Linked DNA regions of Zea mays: region 2 is linked to region 1. The links are chromatin contacts, called in public Hi-C maps. All regions are on one chromosome and are shown on one strand. The core of a region is the stretch at or near the end of the contact, and the rest is flanking DNA. Distances in the headings are between cores, read along the strand shown.

What was found. Hi-C and Micro-C count contacts between places; a contact is called where the count stands out from the background.
Region 2: a contact with region 1 is called in a Hi-C map of bundle sheath, with 5 times the contacts expected there. The contact joins two enhancer-like sites. A contact is called at or near these places in 8 of 25 Hi-C or Micro-C datasets (bundle sheath, ear, leaf and 2 more).

What each region holds. Positions count from the first base shown.
Region 1 is chr1:222,530,824-222,533,722 of Zm-B73-REFERENCE-NAM-5.0, reverse strand. No RefSeq gene overlaps it. Among protein-coding and RNA genes, the nearest start is that of LOC542569, 51 kb to the right of the region's middle. Within about 2 kb of position 1,377, at least 18 of the 20 cell types and tissues checked have an H3K27ac peak or open chromatin away from gene starts, as enhancers often do. A contact at or near this core is called in bundle sheath, ear, leaf and 1 more, where this site is marked.
Region 2 is chr1:222,765,423-222,768,417 of Zm-B73-REFERENCE-NAM-5.0, reverse strand. No RefSeq gene overlaps it. Among protein-coding and RNA genes, the nearest start is that of LOC100282913, 21 kb to the left of the region's middle. Within about 2 kb of position 1,672, at least 15 of the 20 cell types and tissues checked have an H3K27ac peak or open chromatin away from gene starts, as enhancers often do. A contact at or near this core is called in bundle sheath, ear, leaf and 1 more, where this site is marked.

The DNA of each region.
Region 1 (2,899 bases), core at 128-2,627:
AATTAGACACCTATATTTTTTTTCGAATGCCACTTCGCTTGTTCTATTTGATTGATTATTCAAGCGGTCAATGGACTAAGTAAACCTTAAAATGTTTCTCACTTGTTTTGTGGATGGTTAGAAGGATTTAGGGTTTAGGGTTTAGTTTGTGGCTAAATGTGCCACACTTTGCTTAAGATTAGTCGTCCGAATTGAATAACTAACTTTAGTCAGAAAAGTTAGCTAAAGTGTAGGAAATTAGATATCAAACCAAACATGGCTTTAGTAAAAAATGAAAACCGGCCGCTACGTTTGGAGCGGCTGCTATTGCTAGTCACTTAGGCATAGACGCGTAGTAGAGATAGATGATATTAGTTTTAAAAACAAAAAAACACATTCTCCATTTGCGATTATGTATTGGCTATATATATTTGATCTATTCTACAGGATCGGGAGCGTTCAAGTGTCTCCAAAGAAATTAAAGTAAAAAAACGATGTGACTTGTTGAGCTATACATGTATATGTCTATGTCGGAGGCTCTTCAATAATCTGCAAGTGCCATGAGACTCGTTATTGGCATGGCACCAGCAGCCGCTGGACCGATACGATGGAGGTGAAAAGTGGAGAGAGCACGCAAAGCACTCGCTCGGCCCTAGCACGTGTCGTGAGCAGCAAAATGCACAGTGCGAGACGGAGCTCTGCTTCGGCAAGGTACGCTACGTACTAGAAGAGTCGGCAGATCAAACATGCTTGACATAAAGTAGAAGTGGATATATAGGTAGCTAGCCTAGATTGACAGATGATGATGATAAAAAAAAAAGAAGGCTGGTTGGTTGTCGAGTAAAGGAACAGTGTTCCAACTAGATAGATAAAAAGCTGGGTGTACTTTTGCTCAACATCCTCAGGTATACCAAGAAGAGAAAAAGCAGGGGCGATGGATTTGAGTGGCAGAGGGGGAGGAGGGGGCCGGCCACGTGACGAGGATCGGAGTCGGACACCTGAGTCGGAGGGTGGTGGTGGTGGCGGCGGCGGGAGATGGAGATGGAGATGGAATGGATGGTGCTGGCCGCTTTTTATCCGGGAGATAAGAGACGATAGGCAGATAAGGTGCGATGGATTAGTTAGCTAGCAGCAGCAGCTGAAAGCAGGGGGGGCACTGGGCAGCAGTTGGAATGGAGCAGAAAGCCCCGTGGGACTGTAACTGTACCCGCGCCGCGGCGCCGGGGGTAGGGTACTCTAGTACTCTACTACAATTGTTTGCATCAACAACATCCCGATTCGGGGGTACCTCTGCCTCTTACCTGGAAAGGGAGCAAGGGAGCGTCAGCATCGCACTGTCCTGCTCCTGCTCCTACACGGCCGCACCACCCGTCTGCCTCACCGCAGGCAGGCCGGGGCCGGTTGACTCAGAAACGCACGACGGCTCGGTACGCGACAAGACACGAACACGTCATGCACTGTAGCCAGTGCCAGAGGCGGGCGCGGCGTAAATATCGCCGCAACGCTCGACGGCTCCGCTAGTTGCACGCCGCTTTGCTTTTTCTCGGCCGACTCCGACTCCGATCCGACGTACGCGTTGTCGGCCGGGCGCCTCTGCTCGCGCAGTCGCACGTGCGCAATCGGTCTCTTCTTCGCTGCTTTTGAGTCCCGCGCGCGTGCCGCCGGCGCCACGGATCCGCACCGCACCGCCCCGTCTCTTCCACTCTTTCTGCATCCAGCACACCTCCCTCGTCCGTCACACGAAAACGGAATCGTCGGTAGCACCTGAGGCTGAGACTGAGACTGCGATTCTTCCTTCAATCAATCACGGTTGGCCGGTCAGTTCCACAACGGAAGCACTGCAGGACAGCATGCAGTGCAGTGCAGTGCAGTGCAGCAGAATGCATGCAATGCAGCATAACTTCACTGACGGGAGGTTCTTATATATATTCCCATATCATCACCCTGGCCAAACACGTCCGCTGCCCTTCCGATATGGTACGAATACGATCCTCTATCTCTCTCTCTCTTTGTCAATCCCACGTGCACATGCAACCCGCACCTCCTTGTCATTCTGTTCCACTCTCTTGTGTTCTTTGTATCGGAGAATTGAGTAGCTAGAATTCGCCGGACACCGACCAGATCCATCCACACATTAACTGACACCCCTGCAGCATAATATTACTACTATAATCTGTGGAGAAACTTTTTGTTATGTTTCTGTTTCCAGTAGTAAGCATTGTTACAAACGAAAAATATCCTCAGTACATAAAATTATCAGTGAGCAAACTGTCTTAGCTGAGTTATTTGAAGTATAGATTGATTAAGCACCAAATCTAAATAACAAAATAAAAGATATATCAATTGCTTCATAAAAATGAAAATATACTTTAGAGCACAAATACAAACGATCGATGTATCACAATGCAGGCAGAGGGAGTAAGGGATACAACCATATTGCTCATCTCAAGAGAAGAGATATGTTTTAATCATGGTATATTTGAAACGCACCTGTTTACTTCTAGGTTTCATAGTCCTGAAGCATCCGAGGTAAATTATCAAAAACTGATAACTGAACTTATTAAGAGCAGGGCATTATTTAAGAATATTAATATAAAGAAATATAACACCCTAGAATAAGAACAACAAAATCCTGTGGGAAATTACTACACTTCACAAAAAACATAATAGCAAACAGATTAAAAACAGAGATTGTATTGATCATAAAACTAACATAGCTGAACCAACCATAACCAAAGCTCCAACATAAAAACATAACAAACGATCTATCTGAAACAATCATAACCAAGCTCCAACATAAGAACCTTCGTTGCCACAGCGTCATCAAACCCATGTTTCATATGTCATACGAAAAAATTAAAAAATAAATAAAAGGGCATTTGACTGTTCGAATTTTTAAATGTACATGGTGCGATGGCCC
Region 2 (2,995 bases), core at 423-2,922, 230 kb before region 1:
GGGCGTACGAGTGCGCTAGATGCTGGGGCGGGCGGGCGTACGATGGCACAGTAGCGCACTCGGGAGCGGGCGGGCGATCGACGGTGCAGTAGCACACTCGGGAGCAGGCGGGCGACCGACGGTGCAGTAGCACACTCGGGAGCGGGCGAGCGACTCTGCGGCTGGCTTGAGAGAGAGAGAGAGCTGGAGGCGGACCGGGAGCGCGGGGTCGACGGCGACCTGCGCCCAGGTGACGCTGCGGACGATGGACTCCGCGCTGGGGCAGCTGCTCTGGTAGAAGTTGTAGGCCAGGCCCGGGTTGGACTCCAGCAGCCCCGCCCGCGCGCCGCTCAGCAAATGGCCCAGCTGCAGGGCCACGACGGCCACCCACCACGCCGCAATGCCGTTGCCTCCTCGCCACCGGCCTGTCTGCCCCCTCATCTCCGCTCCACCGGCCGACCGGCCTCCCTCTCCTCTTAGCGGATGAATGGATGGACGGCTGCAGGCTGCCTGTCTGTCTGTCTCAGGGAGTTAGGGTTAGCCGGTTAGGGTTAGGTGAATAGGAATAGGACAACCCAACAATGAGTCCCACTGCCTTTGGGCTTTTTTTTGCTTTGCTTCATGGGCCCAAAACACAACATGTGAAATTGTGAATTAATATTTCGGGTATCCAGTGGATACCCATGGGTAAAATATACTATCCGTACCCTACTCGACGTATTTCGGGTACCCGACCCGACATGATCTACGGGTGAGTTTTCTAACCCATATCCATGTCCATCGGGTACGAAACCCGTGGGTATCCATACCCACGGGTCCAATTGCCATCCCTAGGAGGGTATGTCCGCACAAGGTTAATGAATGTGGGGAAAAAATAAATCTAAACTGGGCTCCCGCAGCAAGGGATATTGTTGGGCTGCTAAGCTGAATGTTACACAGCTACGGGCAGCTGAACAGTGGGCCGGCGTGCAGCATGCCCATGGGCAGAAAACAGAGCAGAGCAGGCTGCACGTTTTAGGCGAACGGCATTTTTTCCGCTGCCAAGCCAGCCGCGCCATGTGTTCAACAAGTGAGCACAACAACAAAAAAAAAAAAAATCCTTAATTATCATAAACAAAGCCATGAAAAAAAATTCTGTGATAAAGTACCCTCAAAGTTTTTTTATAAAAATATTGGATATGCTTTGCGCTAATATTTTTGGTCTGGACCGCCTTTTCTTGAAACGAAACACGCGCGTACAAGACCACAAAAAGTATAAACAAGTTCTCCACTCTAGGTTTATTACCGCTACCGGTCGACACGTGCACCTCTTGCGCAACGCAAAGCATACATACGTACATGCTTTTAAAGCAAACTGTACGTGAGATCGATGTGCCATTGGAATTCGAACAAAGACGTACAAAAGGCCGATCGACACAATGCAAAATAAAGAGACGGGCAAGCCAACCCGCTTGCTTCCGGGACGCGACTCGCGCCTTTTTCTAGCTTGAGGGCTGATTTTTCCTAGCTTCTTCCTCGCTCACGCACGAACGCTGCTGTATCTCTCTCTCTATATATATATATTCCTTTACAGCAACCACAGTTTTGTTTATGCAACAAAGAAGGCCGGCCGGGAGAAGGACAGTGACGACGACTGATCACTACACTACACGCTGCAATATCTCTGCAGGTCGTCCGTCAGTGGACATGCATGCATCTCCGTACGTACCCTCACGTTTATTTGCTACGAGTACACCACAACCAGATCGAGCTCTCCAGTGCTAGCTGCAACTGAAAGCGCGCGTCCTTTTCATTCGGGCCTAATATTCGCGCGTGAGGGAGGCTCACAATCATTAACCCAGCTCAGTGGGAATAAACGTACGTACGTACGTCGTTGTTGCTGGTTCCTAGGCTCTAGCTAGCCTGAATTGTGCACATACATACATGCATGAGATGCTCTAGATTGTTTAGCTGTAGATTGGCCACTCGATTTCCCTGGAAGCATGGATACATATGCTTCTGATTTTTTTCTCTTTGTCGATGGTTCCACGTACGGGGCCCGGCCGGGGAAGAAGGGAAATTAAACTGTGCGTGTGTGTGCTTTCGCGCGCGAAAGCAGCAGCCCAACAACCAGTAGAGTGGAATCCAGCTCCGCCTGCATTCGAATCGATCGATCGATCGACGATCCCACATGGCTGGCTGTGGTGGCTAGCTAGTACGTGTAGTGTGTCTATCTAGTGGCGCGGGGCACCTCTCTCAATCCCCAGCATTGGTAGCTACCTATACTAATTAATTGGCTCCGAAAACGATATCCTCCTAGGAGGGGGTGGTGGAATGATTTGTCATTACCGGAGATTCCACTTTGGTCCGGCCCCTTTCTGATGTTGGCTGCTGTGATCCAAGGAGGCCAATGGTGGTGCAGGATTATATTGGATCATCTTGATTTTAAGCTTACTTATTTTCTTCTTCCTTCTACGATCCTGTGTGAATCTAGCTAGTACAGGGCGTGGGTGGCCGGGTGGTAGCACTTGTTCTCGTCGCTGCATAGGATGCATGCCTGCACGCTTCAGCCCATGCATGTAATAATAATGATTCTTCAGTGCTACAGCTTCGTGTGTGTATATATATTGGCTATTGGTAGCCCTGTGCTTCCAAATATATGGTGGAAGCCCCAGTCACCCCTGCACCACTCGACAGCGACACACATATATATACACGCACCTATGTCTGATCAGAGTGTAGCGAAACCGTCAAGATTATTCTAGCTTCAGTGCCTAAGTCTCGCCTTAGAAACAGCGACACACTTAAATAATCCGAATAAACGGTCAGACCGTCGGGTCTAGTCCGATCAAACCACTCATTAAGGATCGAATACCACTTGCTCACGTGAAGGTTAGACACATAGAAATACAATAAAGCATAAAATCACATATTAATGGAGTACTTGAGTTATTACATGAAACGGAGTTCAACAATAAGAAACATTGCTTCTAGTGCAGCGTATATCAACTAACGATGATAACTGGGGAGTAGGGCG